Linked DNA regions of Mus musculus: all the other regions are linked to region 1. A link is a contact called in public ChIA-PET, HiChIP or PLAC-seq and promoter capture Hi-C data. All regions are on one chromosome and are shown on one strand. The core of a region is the stretch at or near the end of the contact, and the rest is flanking DNA. Distances in the headings are between cores, read along the strand shown.

Evidence for each region. ChIA-PET counts read pairs in DNA pulled down with a chosen protein or histone mark. HiChIP or PLAC-seq counts read pairs in DNA pulled down with a chosen protein or histone mark. Capture Hi-C pulls out chosen DNA fragments and counts their contacts.
Region 2: a promoter capture Hi-C map of liver shows a contact between it and region 1, with 4 times the contacts expected there. The contact joins the promoter of Pde8a here to the promoter of Cib1 in region 1. A contact is called at or near these places in 1 of 39 promoter capture datasets (liver) and 1 of 9 other capture datasets (liver).
Region 3: a contact with region 1 is called in a FOXA1 HiChIP or PLAC-seq map of pancreatic cancer cells. The contact joins the promoter of Abhd2 here to the promoter of Cib1 in region 1. A contact is called at or near these places in 2 of 115 datasets of contacts at active chromatin or transcription factors (memory CD8 T cells and pancreatic cancer cells).
Region 4: an RNA polymerase II ChIA-PET map of memory CD8 T cells shows a contact between it and region 1, with 42 read pairs. The contact joins the promoter of Iqgap1 here to the promoter of Cib1 in region 1. A contact is called at or near these places in 1 of 39 promoter capture datasets (pre-B cells), 2 of 115 datasets of contacts at active chromatin or transcription factors (bone marrow-derived macrophages and memory CD8 T cells) and 1 of 9 other capture datasets (liver).
Region 5: a contact with region 1 is called in an RNA polymerase II ChIA-PET map of memory CD8 T cells, with 132 read pairs. The contact joins the enhancer-like site here to the promoter of Cib1 in region 1. A contact is called at or near these places in 1 of 39 promoter capture datasets (pre-B cells), 4 of 115 datasets of contacts at active chromatin or transcription factors (bone marrow-derived macrophages, memory CD8 T cells, pancreatic cancer cells and 1 more) and 2 of 9 other capture datasets (adipose tissue and liver).

What each region holds. Positions count from the first base shown.
Region 1 is chr7:80,231,521-80,234,141 of GRCm38.p6, reverse strand. Cib1 (calcium and integrin binding 1 (calmyrin)) reads left to right here and starts at 1,337. Exons shown (of 7, transcript NM_011870.5): 1 at 1,337-1,632; 2 at 1,764-1,798. The coding sequence starts at 1,582. Gdpgp1 (GDP-D-glucose phosphorylase 1) reads right to left here and starts at 1,249. Exons shown (of 2, transcript NM_178752.3): 1 at 937-1,249.
Region 2 is chr7:81,211,969-81,214,589 of GRCm38.p6, reverse strand. Pde8a (phosphodiesterase 8A) reads right to left here and starts at 1,325. Exons shown (of 22, transcript NM_008803.3): 1 at 502-1,325. The coding sequence starts at 675.
Region 3 is chr7:79,271,947-79,274,567 of GRCm38.p6, reverse strand. Abhd2 (abhydrolase domain containing 2) reads right to left here and starts at 1,302. Exons shown (of 11, transcript NM_018811.6): 1 at 1,229-1,302. It overlaps Gm31510 (predicted gene, 31510), which reads left to right and starts at 1,539. Exons shown (of 2, transcript NR_169073.1): 1 at 1,539-1,601.
Region 4 is chr7:80,802,028-80,804,648 of GRCm38.p6, reverse strand. Iqgap1 (IQ motif containing GTPase activating protein 1) reads left to right here and starts at 1,318. Exons shown (of 38, transcript NM_016721.2): 1 at 1,318-1,508. The coding sequence starts at 1,454.
Region 5 is chr7:80,778,106-80,780,726 of GRCm38.p6, reverse strand. All of the region lies in intron 2 of Iqgap1 (IQ motif containing GTPase activating protein 1), which reads left to right. Among named protein-coding and RNA genes, the nearest start is that of Iqgap1, 24 kb to the left of the region's middle. Within about 2 kb of position 1,291, at least 245 of the 459 cell types and tissues checked have an H3K27ac peak or open chromatin away from gene starts, as enhancers often do. A contact at or near this core is called in adipose tissue, bone marrow-derived macrophages, liver and 4 more, where this site is marked.

The DNA of each region.
Region 1 (2,621 bases), core at 88-2,587:
CCCCAAGGATGCATCTCTGCAGTCCCAAGCCGGTGCTGGGTTCCTAGAGAGCTGTTGGTCTTCAATCTGAGTTGGCAGCTGGAACACTATGATTCTAATGTCATTAAAGGAAATCCTTAGTGGCAGGTACAGGATAGAGACTTATCAGCAAGCCAAGGCAAACAGGCCAAAAGCCATCTTCCGTTTCCGTTTGGTACGGGTTGCCACCTGAGCGCACTGCCGCAGTAGATTTTCGCACTTCAAATAAACTGATCAAGAAAATCCCTCTGCTCAGGGGTTTCTATGAGGTAAGACCCTGAGTGGACCAGGAAAGCAAGCCATAGCCCCTGGGCTTTGCGGTAGAGCCTGCACCTCTCCTGGAGGCTAAAGAAGGAGCAGAGAGAAAGAAGCATGAGAAGCAAGGTTTACAGTCTCCTACCCAGAGGGTATGGAACATCTAGCTGGACTGGCCGGATGAAGGACCAGACTTCTCTAGGAATGAATACCAGTCCAGTACGAAGTTAAAATATTCTCAAATAAATTGTAATTGACTTGGCCCTGTTGTGCCAGGTGACGAAGCAAAAAAAAAAAAAAAAAAGAAAAAAGAAAATCCCTCACAGGAGTGTCAAGCTGTTTCCCTTCTCCTTGACTCCAGATCCAACCAAGTTGACCACCCAGATCACAAAATCCACATTTCCTCCTCCGGAAGCTTGGAATCTTCACTTTTTCACACAGTGTAAATATGTTCATACTTGCATCTGATTATTATTTGAGAGGAGAGAAGGGCAAATCTTGGTTCCTACAGCTGGAAGCTCGCAATTTGTGGGAGGAATCAAAGGAGGCACCCCAGCTGTGACGATAAAACAGCAGGAGGGACCTGTGGACAGAACTGACCTCTAAATACCGGAGTCCGGACACATCACTGAAATTGAACCTGTTTGTAAAATGGAAGCCTACCTTGCTAACTGTTCCACGAATGGGCGATAACTGCACAATCCAGTAAACACCTTCAAGAGCCACTTCAAGAGGAAGCTAAGCTTCTTCTGGAAGAATTGGCACGGTGGCAGAGGCTGCAGCTCTTGTCCCGTGAGACAGTCTAGGACTGACCCTATCCGCAGAGGGGCACCGGATCTCCTCCAGCCCGGGAGCGAGTATGGAGGTTACCCGCCTCCACCCAGAGCTGGGGTCTTCTGCACTTGATTTAGGTGAGGCGGATGCATCTCAAGGCTCAGTGCACAGACGGGTCCCGGAACTCAGCAAACGCGTGAAGACCGCGACGCAGGCGCAGTCTGCATCACGTGCGCATGGCTCGTTCCGCCCCGCCCACTAGAAGGCGGGGCCACGAGGCCTGGGCCCCGCCCCGATGCGTCCGGCTCCTCCCCGGGCCCTCCCTCCAGCTCTCCTGGGCCCGCGGGGAGCCGGGAGCCGGCCCGCTGAGCGGCGCTAAGGGTGGCGGGGCACTGTAGGCAGGGGCGGGCCCGGGGGCGGAGGCCAGGCAGCGGTTGCTACGGGGACTGGGCGGGGACGCGGCCCCGAGGACGGAAGTGAGAAAGTTGCCGGCGTCCCGGGGAGAGTTGGCCTAGCTGTGCGCGCACCGCGGCGATGGGAGGTTCGGGCAGTCGCCTGTCTAAGGAGCTGCTGGCCGAGTACCAGGTGCGCGGGGCGCCAGTTCTCGCGGAGCTCGCGTGCGAGCCCGCGCAGGGGAGTGGGGTTCGGGGAACAGGTGGCGGGGCGGCCGTGGCTTTCGGGCGGCTTGCAGACCCTTGTCTGGATTTGCCTTTCAGGACCTGACGTTCCTGACCAAGCAGGAGATCCTCCTGTGAGTGCTGCCCTGACCCCGGTCCTCCAACTCGGGATTGCCAGGGGAGGGCTTTGCGGGTACTTTTCTCGCGGGATACGGATTGGACGTCTCACCTCCGAGGGTGGGGCTGTGCTTCTGGGATGTCAGGATCACTGGATCTGGAGTCGGAGGCTCAGAGTGCAAGTCCCACCCGCTCCAGAGCCTCACCTTTGCACCACGCAAACACTTCTGTGTATCCAGGAAAAGTTGAACTGTTTGAGCTCCTCTAGCCTCCTCACTGCCGAGCTTCCTGCTCGCTTCTAAAAGGAACTGCTGTGACTCTTTGCGGACTTTGCCCTCTGGCAAAACCAAGAGGTCTTGTACGTGGCTCGCTCCAATCCCAACTTTACCTGTTTAATTCAGTAACCGTTAACGTTTACTGAACCCTTACTCTGCCCAGTAGCTCCTGAGTGATCCACACATTACTTCAGGAGGAGGTTACAGATCAAGGAATCAGGTTCAGAGAGTTCTGAGAACTTGACTATAAAGCACACTATAAGTGATTTGCTGGCCAGAGCGCTTGAGTTAGGTTCCTAGCCCCACAATGAAATTCTACTGGGAAAGAGGTGGTGGCTGAGAGGAGTCTCTGGAGTGGAGGTAACATGTGTTTTTGTTACTGTAATGTTAGAGTCCAGGTACTTGGCCCACACAGGCAGTCCTAACCAGCTAGGCTGTGCTACCTGTCCTCAGTAGGCCAAGGAAAGGGACAATATTGAAAAGCAGAGAAACGAAATGTATCCAATGTGGCCATACTGGGAAAAAAAAAAAGCTAAGAATGGACATGACCGCTCCTCCCCCCATC
Region 2 (2,621 bases), core at 76-2,575, 980 kb before region 1:
TGCTAACAAACCTGAACTTCAGATAAAGCGTGCAGTGAAGCCAAACCTATGTTCCAGGTTACATTTCAATGGCCCCCAAAAAAGTGGAAAAGTGAAACTGCTTGTGCAATGAGAGGACAGAGGTTGGGATAAGCTAGGCAGGGGGTGAGGGGGGGGGGGAACTGGTGGCATCTAAGACCCTTCCCAGTGCGGACAACCCTTGCCTTTCTACTCTGGGAATGCCAGAGCAAAGTGCACTCTGGTTTACCATGTCAGGAACGTGCCGGGGATATCCCGGGTCCCCCACCCACCCCGCTGGGAGAAAACTGACTCGCCGCGTCCGACCCCGGCCGGGAAGGAACGGACACGGCGGATCCCGCGGCGCCGCGTCATAGCCCTGTTAAGCCTCGGTCCGCGACAGCCCGCAAACGCGGGCGGCTGGCGTCGGTCAACGCCAGGGCGGCTGCCTAGAGGGCCCCCAGTGCCCCGCGTTTGTTTCCCCGCCCTCCCAGTGCGGCTCACCTTCGAGGCGCCGTTATCCCGAGGCTGAGGCTCCACGAGCCCGGGCGCGGTCGACCATCGCTGAATAGATCTCGGCGCGGGGCCCGGGACGTCCACGTCCACGTCCTCGTCCTCGCCGTCGCTGTGGCTAAACGTTCGGTTTTCGGAAGTGTGGATGCTCGGGGCGCAGCCCATACTGGCGGCGGCGGCACCGCGGACTCGCTGGCGGGCAGCCGCGATCCGGTCAGCAAACGGCCCGCCCGGCGCCTCGGGGCCGCCGCGGGCGCCGTGTCATCGCGGCCTGAGCGGGCGGGCGGGCAGGCGGGTGGGCGGCGGCGGCAAGCGCGGGTCTCGCGTCAGGAAGCGCGGCCGCCCCTTTTATTGCGCTGCGGGCGCGGCGGCCGTGGGGAGGGGGCGCTGGGGCGAGAGGCGCGCCGCGGACGCCCCTCCGAACATGCCCTTCCTGAGGCGGGAGCCGCCGCTGTCTCCCTCACATCGCCGCGCGCGCCGCAGCCGCCGCGCTTCCGGGGAAATGTCGGGGGTGGAGATTTGCGCTCTCGCCACCGGGAGCCGCGAGCCCGCGCCGCGTTTGCACCGCCGCCCTCGCCTCGTCTGACTCTCGAGGAAACGGGCGCTCGCTCGCCTGGCGGTGCCTCTCCTCGGCCCGGCGGACGGCTGGGTGAGCGCCCCTAGTCGGGCTACCGTAGGGGAGCCCAGCCCTCGGCGCCCGCACTCCGAGCTGGGGACCCGCTCGCTGACGGAGCGAGCGCCTCGACTCCGGTCGGGCCGCGCCGTCGAGAAGCGCCGAGGCGGCTGCGCGAGCCAGGAGTTGAGCATCCGAGACTCCCGCTCCGTGCTCCGGACCGCGTCTTGCGGGCAACTCGCCGCGCCCAGCCCCCAGCGGTGACCTCCAGCGGCTGCTGGCGTCAATGCAAAGCAGCTGGGGCGCCCGCCGCCCGCTCCCTGTACCGCCCGTCCAAGAGCATGCGCGGCCGCGACCGCAGGGGCACCTAGCCAGCCCGTCCGGAGAAAGGAAAGGACTTGCTGAAGGATACAGAGCCATTCTGCTTCAGGGGCTACCGAGTTCGTTCACTGTCAGGTCACTGTGTTTGAGATTTGGAGCTATCGTCCGTTAAGAGACCAGTTGGAAGGACCTCAGTCCGAAGCGTTCCGAAGTCCATGGGGAACTACACTCCAGGTCCCAGGCGTTATTACCAGGGATAGCCCTTGCTCCAAGACCTGGCACGTCACGCCTCTGGTTGCACTCAGACCTGTGGGACTGCAATATTTCGAAGTTGGTTAGGGAAAGCCGGTCCTCTTAACCAAAGGACGATTCCAGGTTCGACAGTCCCAAGGATCCGAACCAAATGAAGAGTTGTGCGTCCGTCCAGCAGGGATCAGAACTGCAGCCCCCCAAGTGCTACCAGATAGCTAGCTGTGTGACTCCAGATGAGTCTCTTAACCTCTCGGTAGCTGAAACTGGAGGGCGACGCCCCTGGGTGTGCATCTGATACCCAGAGCCAGCCACTTCGAGGGCCTTCCCGCCCTTCTTTGCTCTCTAGGTCCACCGGGACCCTGGCGGGACCGGGACGTAGCTTCCTTTCCTCAGTCCACACCTTTCCTACACGCACCCGGGTGCGACCCTGAGTGGCTGAGACTCCTGCCCGCGGACTGGCTACTGTTAAGACCCGGAGATGTGCTCCGGGCTGAAGTCCCTGCTGTGACAGACACAGGTGCTTGGTCCCTGTGGCAGCTGCAACGTCCTTGAGCATCGATCTTCGCCACCAAAGGAGGATACAGGGCGGCTTCCGGAGCGGATAAGGCTGGAGCAGCTTTAGAAACTGGTTCTCTTTTCTGGCCTTTGGCACGCGGCTCCTTTGTCAAGTTAAAGCACGCTGTCCTATAAAAATATGACTGGCTCCTCCAAGGTGTCTTGAAAAACAGGAAAAGTTTTTGTACTGACACCCGTTATTCCACCCAGTCTGTGGTGTTTTCAACTAGCAGTCTTAGAGGGTAGATTTTTTGTTTTGTTTTTTTTTGTTTTGTTTTGTTTTTTTTCAGCTGGTAGCTGGATCCCTAGAGAAATTGCCTTTAGCCAAGATGCACGTACAAGTCTAAGGCTCTTCTCTCCGCCCACCAAA
Region 3 (2,621 bases), core at 53-2,552, 960 kb after region 1:
TTATCTTCACCTGGGTAAAGCGGGTTATAATTATTTCTTCTGCTTCCCGACCTTCAGAGGATTATGTCCTTCCTAGTCAAGCAAATGAGGGGAGGCAGTGAGGAGGGGAAATGCATTCTGCTTAGTGTGACTGTAACCCAATGGTCCTTGAAAAGCTCTGGGCACAGATCATGTTGACTCTGCCAATCCTGCAATCTCTCCCAAGCCTGTTCTTGGAACCTGCCTCTGGGCCAGGTAAAACTTGACCAGCTGGAGGTGAGGGCACCACAAAAGAGGAACCAGAAAGTGGAACCCCCAACTGCGCACTTAAGGTGAACCACTTGATTAACTCAGCATTCAATATAATCTATTCCATTTGTACGCAGGCATGCACACATGCATTTGAGAGCTAAGACCTCAAAAAAGATCATTATGGGTGTATTCAACATCCCCTTGGAATCTAGCCAACTCCGGTAAGTCCCATCCTCGATACAGTCAATAAATGTTGTTCAGAGTGCATGGGTGGATGGAGAAGGGCCTCACAGATGGCTCATACAATTCTCCCCTTCCTAAGCATCCCAGACAGGTGGCTATCATCTGGCCTCTGGCTAGGCACTTCCAAGGTCGATGCTCTGGCTGCTCGGCCTGGCAGGCAGCCCGGGGCGCTGCTGGACAGATCTTGTGGGGAAAGCCCACGAAGCACCTAGAACAGTTGCCCCACAAGCTCAATAAAGTGCGCCTCCAAGTAGGTCAAAAATTGCTTCCCTACAACTTGAACCCATCGGTCGTAGGTGAGCCCCGGGATCCCAAAATGCATCGGCCCATCGAAAGGGCTTGTAGTCAGGCCCTTTCAGGTTTCCAGCATCCTGCACTCTCTACCCTGAGTCTGGCCGGCCAGATACCTCCCCCAGGACCAAGACTTCAGCATTGATCAGAGCGAGGGATGGCAGCCAGGAGGCCTCCGTCGGCCTTGTCCCCAACCTCGGTTCCTCGAGCAGGAGAGGACAAAGGACCTTTAGGAAGGCGTATCCCACCAATGGGTTGGGCTGCCCCGTCATCAGACAAGCTGGCCCTCTAGATCCCCGCAGTGCCAGGTGACAGTCCCCCAAACAGTCCCCACGGATCCGGAGCACTCAAGCTGCGGCGCGATGGGCCGAGCCACGCTGGGGACCGGGTAACTCGGGGTTCTGGCCCGACGCATCCAAGGCGCGATCCCTGTTTGGTGGAACTCGCCCAGCCGAGGTCTTACCTTCTCTCATTGACTCCAGCAGTCCAACCCGCCCGGAGTCCGGTTCCCGCAGCTCCGCAGCTGCCGGCTGCGCTCATAGAAATACAGCCGGAACCCCTGGCCAGCGCAGCTCCCGCCGCTACCGGCCCCGCCCAGGCAACTGCCGCCACGCCCCTGACGACCGCCTCTGCTACGCCCCCAAGCAAGGCTCTCCCAGTGTCCATTGGATCACCCAGCCGCCACTCTATTTGTTCATCGCGCTTGTTGCGTCTATATGGTGGCCCATTGGTCAGTAGGACTGCTCCTCAAGGTGGAGGCGGAGATTCTTAGCGGGCAATTCTCCTATAATTGGTTACTTTTGATGTCTTTAGCCAGTGGGCCTAGATGCTATTGGGTAAGGTCCTCCCCGAGGGGCGGGATAAGGGGAGCCGGCTAAAGGATGGGTTATGTTTGATGGTTGATGATACGGAGTAGAGGAGAGGGCCTATTGTGATGGCTTTCTGAGTTCTGGGGCAGAAAGGTCCGGAGTCTTATAGAGATGAACTGGGGAAAGAGATAGCCCAGCCGTGGGGTTCTCAGCACTGGTGTGCCCAGGAAGATGAACCTGTAGCTCAGGACGTAGGTGTTTGAAGTGTGGAGTCCTAACTTAGTAGAGCAGAGGTGGTGAGTCACTAAACCAGAAAGCAAGAGGTGGAGGCGACAAAGAGGTGGAGGCAGCAGCCTTTGACCTCTTTCAGCTAGGGAAGTGGGTGGGAACATGCAGGACTTTATGGACCTGTTACAGTCCCTATGATCTTTCAGCTTTTAACCAGCCCTTGTGGTTGGAGGCCACTTGGAAGAAGTGACCTTTGAAGTCAGACTGCAGTCTTGGCCGTGCCTTTTAGCCTTTTAGAGTTCTCACTGACTATATTTGGTAAGTGCTGGTTGCTGATAGAAGATCAGTACAGTGCGTGGTGTTCCACGGGCGTTTATCAAGACTAGCTATTCATCACTCACCCTCTCCATCCATGCACCTAGACTGGGTTCTACCATTCTGTGAACCTGAGGCTCTGTTCGCAACGGCACGTGCCTGATGGAGAGAATACTGACAACCCGAAAGGGAGCTCCAGTGAGGCAGCCACCGACACACTGCCAAGGCACGCAGTGTGGCTCCAAGAGAAGAGGCAGGAGACAGAAGGAACACATAGCCAGAGGAAGGAATTTAGATTTGAAGCAATGTTAAATTTTCTCTTAATACATTTCCGGACCCCGACAAGGAAAGCATGAGCCAACTCAAGGAGGAGGAGCCAGCACCGGTCTCCTGTTTGTTATTCCAGCAGGAAGCTGAGGCAGGAGGATTGCTTTACTTTGAAGCTACATAATGAGTCCTCCTCTGTCACAATGAGGCCTTGTCACAAACAAACAAAGCAATGTG
Region 4 (2,621 bases), core at 69-2,568, 570 kb before region 1:
AACAAAGAGCCTGGAATTGGGTTGTAAAGGTGCCCACCTGGCATGGGAAAGTACACAAACTGCACTGTGAAGGGAGTAACAGGAAAAATTACATCTATGACAAGAACTCGGAAGCTGGGTGTGGTGGCACATGCTTTTAGTTCTAGCAATCAGGAGGAAGAGACAGGTGGATCTTCAAGGGTAGCCTTGCCTATTTAGTGGGCTCCAGGACAGCCAGAACTACATAGTGAGACTTGTCCCCCTTCCCAAAGAACTCCGTACTTTGGAAAGAGCATGCTGGCAATCATGATGATCTGGTTGGCACAAGTGAGAATAGAGATTATGATGATCAAAAAAGTGTTATCACAGGTGGGGACAGAAACAAAACTAGATGCTTCAGAAATAGAGGTGAGTCGAGGAACCTGGGGTGTGTGTGTGACTGGTGATGGAACACTTCCAGAGAGTGGGGCAGGAACAGGATCAACGTTTGACAGGTTTTAGTGTCTGTGAGAGGTCCAAAAATGCACGTTAGATAGTTTGGAACTACTGAGGGGCTTCTAGATGGTCTGGATTGTAAGTAGAAGCCATCAACTGTTTATGGTGAGGGTAAGAGTCCTGAGAATGGGACTTTTACTTTATTATTATTATTATTATTATTATTATTATTATTATTATTAGAGCCAGTGATTCACTCCAATCCAGGCTGGTTCAGAATAGAATTCGGTTGAATACTGGCACTTTAAAAGATCACAAGGGTAAAGAGACGAGGCATCCTTATTAATAGGGTCAAGATAACCCCCCTAAGATCTTGCAGATTGTAAAGAGCTGATAAACAGCTCTTCCGCGTGAGCATCGTCATCCCCCAGTTTAAGAGATTGAGCAGTTCTATTCTTTAGCACTGTTGGGGAGAACAGAGGTCAGATTGACAGAATGTAGCAGAGAGTAGGAGTGGGAGTCTTTCCTGACAGTGGGTCCTACTTGCTTCCAATAATCACACTCTGGGCCACTTGCAACGGCTCCTTGAAGGAGCCGCGGTGCAGAGGGGGTTAACTCAGTTGTCAGGAGAAGGCAGGCGCCTAAAAACATTTGGATTTCAAGCTGTAGACATTGGCGGCCTTTTAGTCAGAGCCGCAGATAGGGCGACAGCGGAGGAGTGTCGGGACAACGGACCAAGCCGGCCTAGGGACTCGCTACAGCACCCCGCCTCCTCGCTTCCGCAAGTGGAGAGCGAAGAGGGCAGGGGCGGGTCCTGTAATACTGACCACGCCCCTTCCGCTCGCTCCGGGGAGCGCAGCTGGGCGTGGACTCAAGGGCGGGGTCTGCGGGGCGGGACCTGCAGGGTGGGGCCGATGGCGCGGGGCGGGGCTCTGAGGACAGCGACAGCCCGCGCACTGGGCAGGAGTTACTGCTGCTACGGTCGCCCGCGTCTTCAAGGTCTCTGCGCTTCCTCACCGGAGACCTGGACTCGGCCGCCATGTCCGCCGCGGAGGAGGTTGATGGCCTGGGTGTGGTCCGGCCGCACTATGGCTGTGAGTGCCGAGGGCTTGGGGGTGCGCGGGCGAGGGACCAAGCTCGGGTTTTCCCAGGGGCTCAGCCGGGCGGGTGCGCCGGGTGGCTTGGGACCGCACGGACCCGGAAGAGCAGCTGGCTGTATGGCTGGTAGCAAGGTTGGCGCCCGAGCCTTCTCGAGCTCCGGAGGCGGCGGGTAGAAACCTGGAGGCCTCTGCCTTCGCTAGGCGCTGCGGCAGGGGAGCCCCACCCAGCTCCTCCACCGGTTAGTTCTACTGAGATTGGGGAAGACGGCCTAGGGTGAGGTGGCAGGAGAACTGACTGTGCAGGGCGTGTCCTGGGCACTGGACCCAGGGGTTCTGCTCGGGCGTGGTGGGAAGGTGCTGCCCGGATTGCTGCCTGCGAGGGTGACCCAGGGCGCAGACCCGCGCAGCCTCAGGCTAGCTGCGAGGTGCAGTTTTAGGCAAGCAGCTTATGCTTTCTCCTGCTGGGTTCTTTCTTTAGCATTTCAAAAGTAAAATTAAAACATAAACACACCCAAACCGGCTCCCCCCACTTCCTCATTTTCTGTGACTATCCCTGCAACCTTAGTAAACTAACCAGCTGTACGTGGGATAGTAGTTACAAGAGGATCCCTTTGAGTCCCAGGTTTAGATTTTATGTTTTGGGAAAAGTACTTTCTTAAAGGATACTTTAACACATCCAGTTATGCATTGGATAGTGTTATAATGTGTGCTACGTTTGTGAAATTAGGGATGAAAAAGATCAAACAGTGCCTTCAAAACCTGTCCGAGAAAGAGACAGGTGTACAGAGATTGATAATTAGATGAGGGGTTGGGAATTTAGCCCAGTGGTAGAGTGCTTGCTTAGCAAGTGCAAGTCCTCAGCTCCAAGAAAAAAACCAATAAGGTGCAATAAAGATAAACGATGCATGAACTAACTCTAACTGGGTATAAAGAGTAATGGGGGTGAAGAGAAGGGACTTAACAAGGCCATGGGAAGGTAGGTGCTGACTTTTAAACAGAGGCTTGGAGGATGCAGTGTGGGGCAGGGTGAGCAAGACATGACTTTGAGAGGGCAGACACAAACTAAATATGGTATTGGAGAACATAGGGTTACTGTACGTGGAAAAC
Region 5 (2,621 bases), core at 42-2,541, 550 kb before region 1:
TTCAGTTTCCGTTTTTGTTTTTGTTTTCGTTTTTAATTATTTAAAATGAAACATTCTGGAAGTTGGCTCAGTGGGTAAAGGTGCTTTGCTTGCCTTGCCGCTAAGCCCGACACTTGAGTTCAGTCCCTGGAACCTCCTCTTGCAAGTTGTCCTCTGACCTCCGCACATACTCTGTGGCACACACATAAACAAATAAATAAATTCAATGAAAAAAAAGATTTGTAGACTTTAACTTAGATGACATAAAATTCATTTGTAATATTCAGTGAATTGTTAGTTTTTACCAACCCAGTCAGACAGAGGACCCGTTGCTATGAGAGACACCTTTTCTGATCCAGCTCTTAATAAAATCATTTGCTCGCTGAGCAAAGTGGTGGCACACGCCTTTAATCCCAGCACTCGGGAGGCAGAGGCAGGTGGATTTCTGAGTTCGAGGCCAGCCAGGTCTACAGAGTGAGTTCCAGGACAGCCTGGGCTATACAGAGAAACTCTATCTCAAAAAACCAAAAAAAGTATAGATGCCATCCAGAGTTCTCATTTTGCTCGTTAGCCTGGAAACAAGCTTTTGTGTTTTCCCCTCACTACTGTAGAATTTTCTTTCATCTCATGCCTTCTCCTCTGCAGGCCCCTTCTTTTTATTCCTACTGCTCAGAATAATCTTTTAAAATCAAAGTTCAAAGTTTTTTGTTTTTTTTTAAAGACTGGCTCAGGTAGTTTGGCTTGTAGCTAAGGGTGACCTTGGACTCCCAAGCCCTTTTTCCCTACCTCCCAGTGCTGGAATTACAGGTGTTTGACACCACACCCGACATTAAATCAAATTTTATCCCTTCATTCCTGTTTCAAATACGCAAAGAGTTTGCACATTTTCTTTGTCTCCTTCAGCCTGACCTGTTTCTTCCTATGAAACCCCTTTTCTGGTCCCCTCAACCCCAAAGGCTTTCCCTGGGAAGCGGGCTGCCCAGGGAGCCTCCTGTGACACACAGTGCTTGCTGTCTTCGGCTTGCTGGTTTTCTCCCTGGCCTGTACCTGGCACACACTGTCGATTTCCTCAGGCCGCTTGCACACCCAGGGGTTGCGTGTAAGGGTGGTTTAATGGAATCCCCAGTATAGGACTAGCTGACCATATTTGGGAGGTTTCTAGCATAGGGTAATCCTGGCCTGGAGTTCCACTGGGCAGGATGGGTGTGGCAGCTTGAGTTTCTGCTCCTGGAGGAACTGATTCTCAGCGGTTGGGGCAGCCAGTTCCGGCATTGGTCGGTTCCCCTTCTGTATTGCACAGAGCGGGGAAACCACTGAAGTCATGTGCTCTGCAGAACTTGTTCCACTGGTTTCCTCTTCACAGACCCCTAATTCAGATTCCCACCCTGATGCTTTTCTGCATATGTATGCTCTTGGTCCGGGCTTGTTTTAGCCTTGCCACTGTAGCGTTCTGGGATAGGCACGGCTTTGTTTCCCTGGTGGCAGAATGGGTAGGGCCAAGAACTGAAAAATGTTATCAGTAGGACCAGGTAGACAAGTATTATGTAACCACGGAGCTCCGCCTCTAGAAGATTTATTTCTGGGAATTGAGCAGTCTTACATTCTCTCTCTCTCTCTCTCTCTCTCTCTCTCTCTCTCTCTCTCTCTCTCTCCCCTCCCCCCCCTCACACGCACATCCCACACACGAATATATAGCTAACTTACTTATTAACACACACACACACACCCCACACAGATATATAGCTAACTTACTTTTTTTTGTTTTGTTTTGTTTTTGTTTTTAGAGACAGGGTTTCTCTGTGTAGCCCTGGCTGTCCTGGAACTCACTCTGTAGACCAGGCTGGCCTCGAACTCAGAAATCTGCCTGCCTCTGCCTCCCAAATGCTGGGATTAAAGGCGTGCGCCACCACTAATTTATTACCACACACACACACACACACACACACACACACACACACACAAACACAAACACACACCACATGGATATATAGCTAACTAACTTATTACCACACACACACACATATATAGCTAACTGACTTATTACCCCCCCCCAACACACACACGGATATATAGCTAACTAACTACTTCCCTCCTAGCTCTTAGTGTGTATGACCTCCACTCCTCACACCAACTTTAGGAGGTGTTAGGTGTTGCTCCTGTCCGTGTTACAGACGGGAAACGGAAGTCCAGTGGGGTCAGATATCGTGTCATTCTTGCTTACTCTTGCTTCCTTCCCTCTTTGCTCAGGTAGGGTAGGGCATGTTCCTATCTTAGCTGTTGTCACCTCCACTCTTCCCAGGCCTGCTTTCTTTATTGAGTCCTCCATCTTTGTTCTTTTCTTGTAGGCACGCCTACATCTTCCTCACAATGACTGAACACACACAACCCTGGCCCTGGATTTCCCCCCATCCTGGACTGATCCCCACTCCTTCCCCACTTCTTGTACCCCCCTTTCTGTATGTCGTGTCTCTTATCAACTCATACATCTATGGAAGCGACATCTTAGACACTCGCCATGATAGTGTCTGTCCAGGTGGCGGGCCAGCAGCCTTCACCTAAAAGGCAGTCTCAATGAAGACAGCTAGGTTCCGATCACAGGGCCTCAGGAAGGCCAGCTGAGCTAATTTACTCTATCCTCCCCC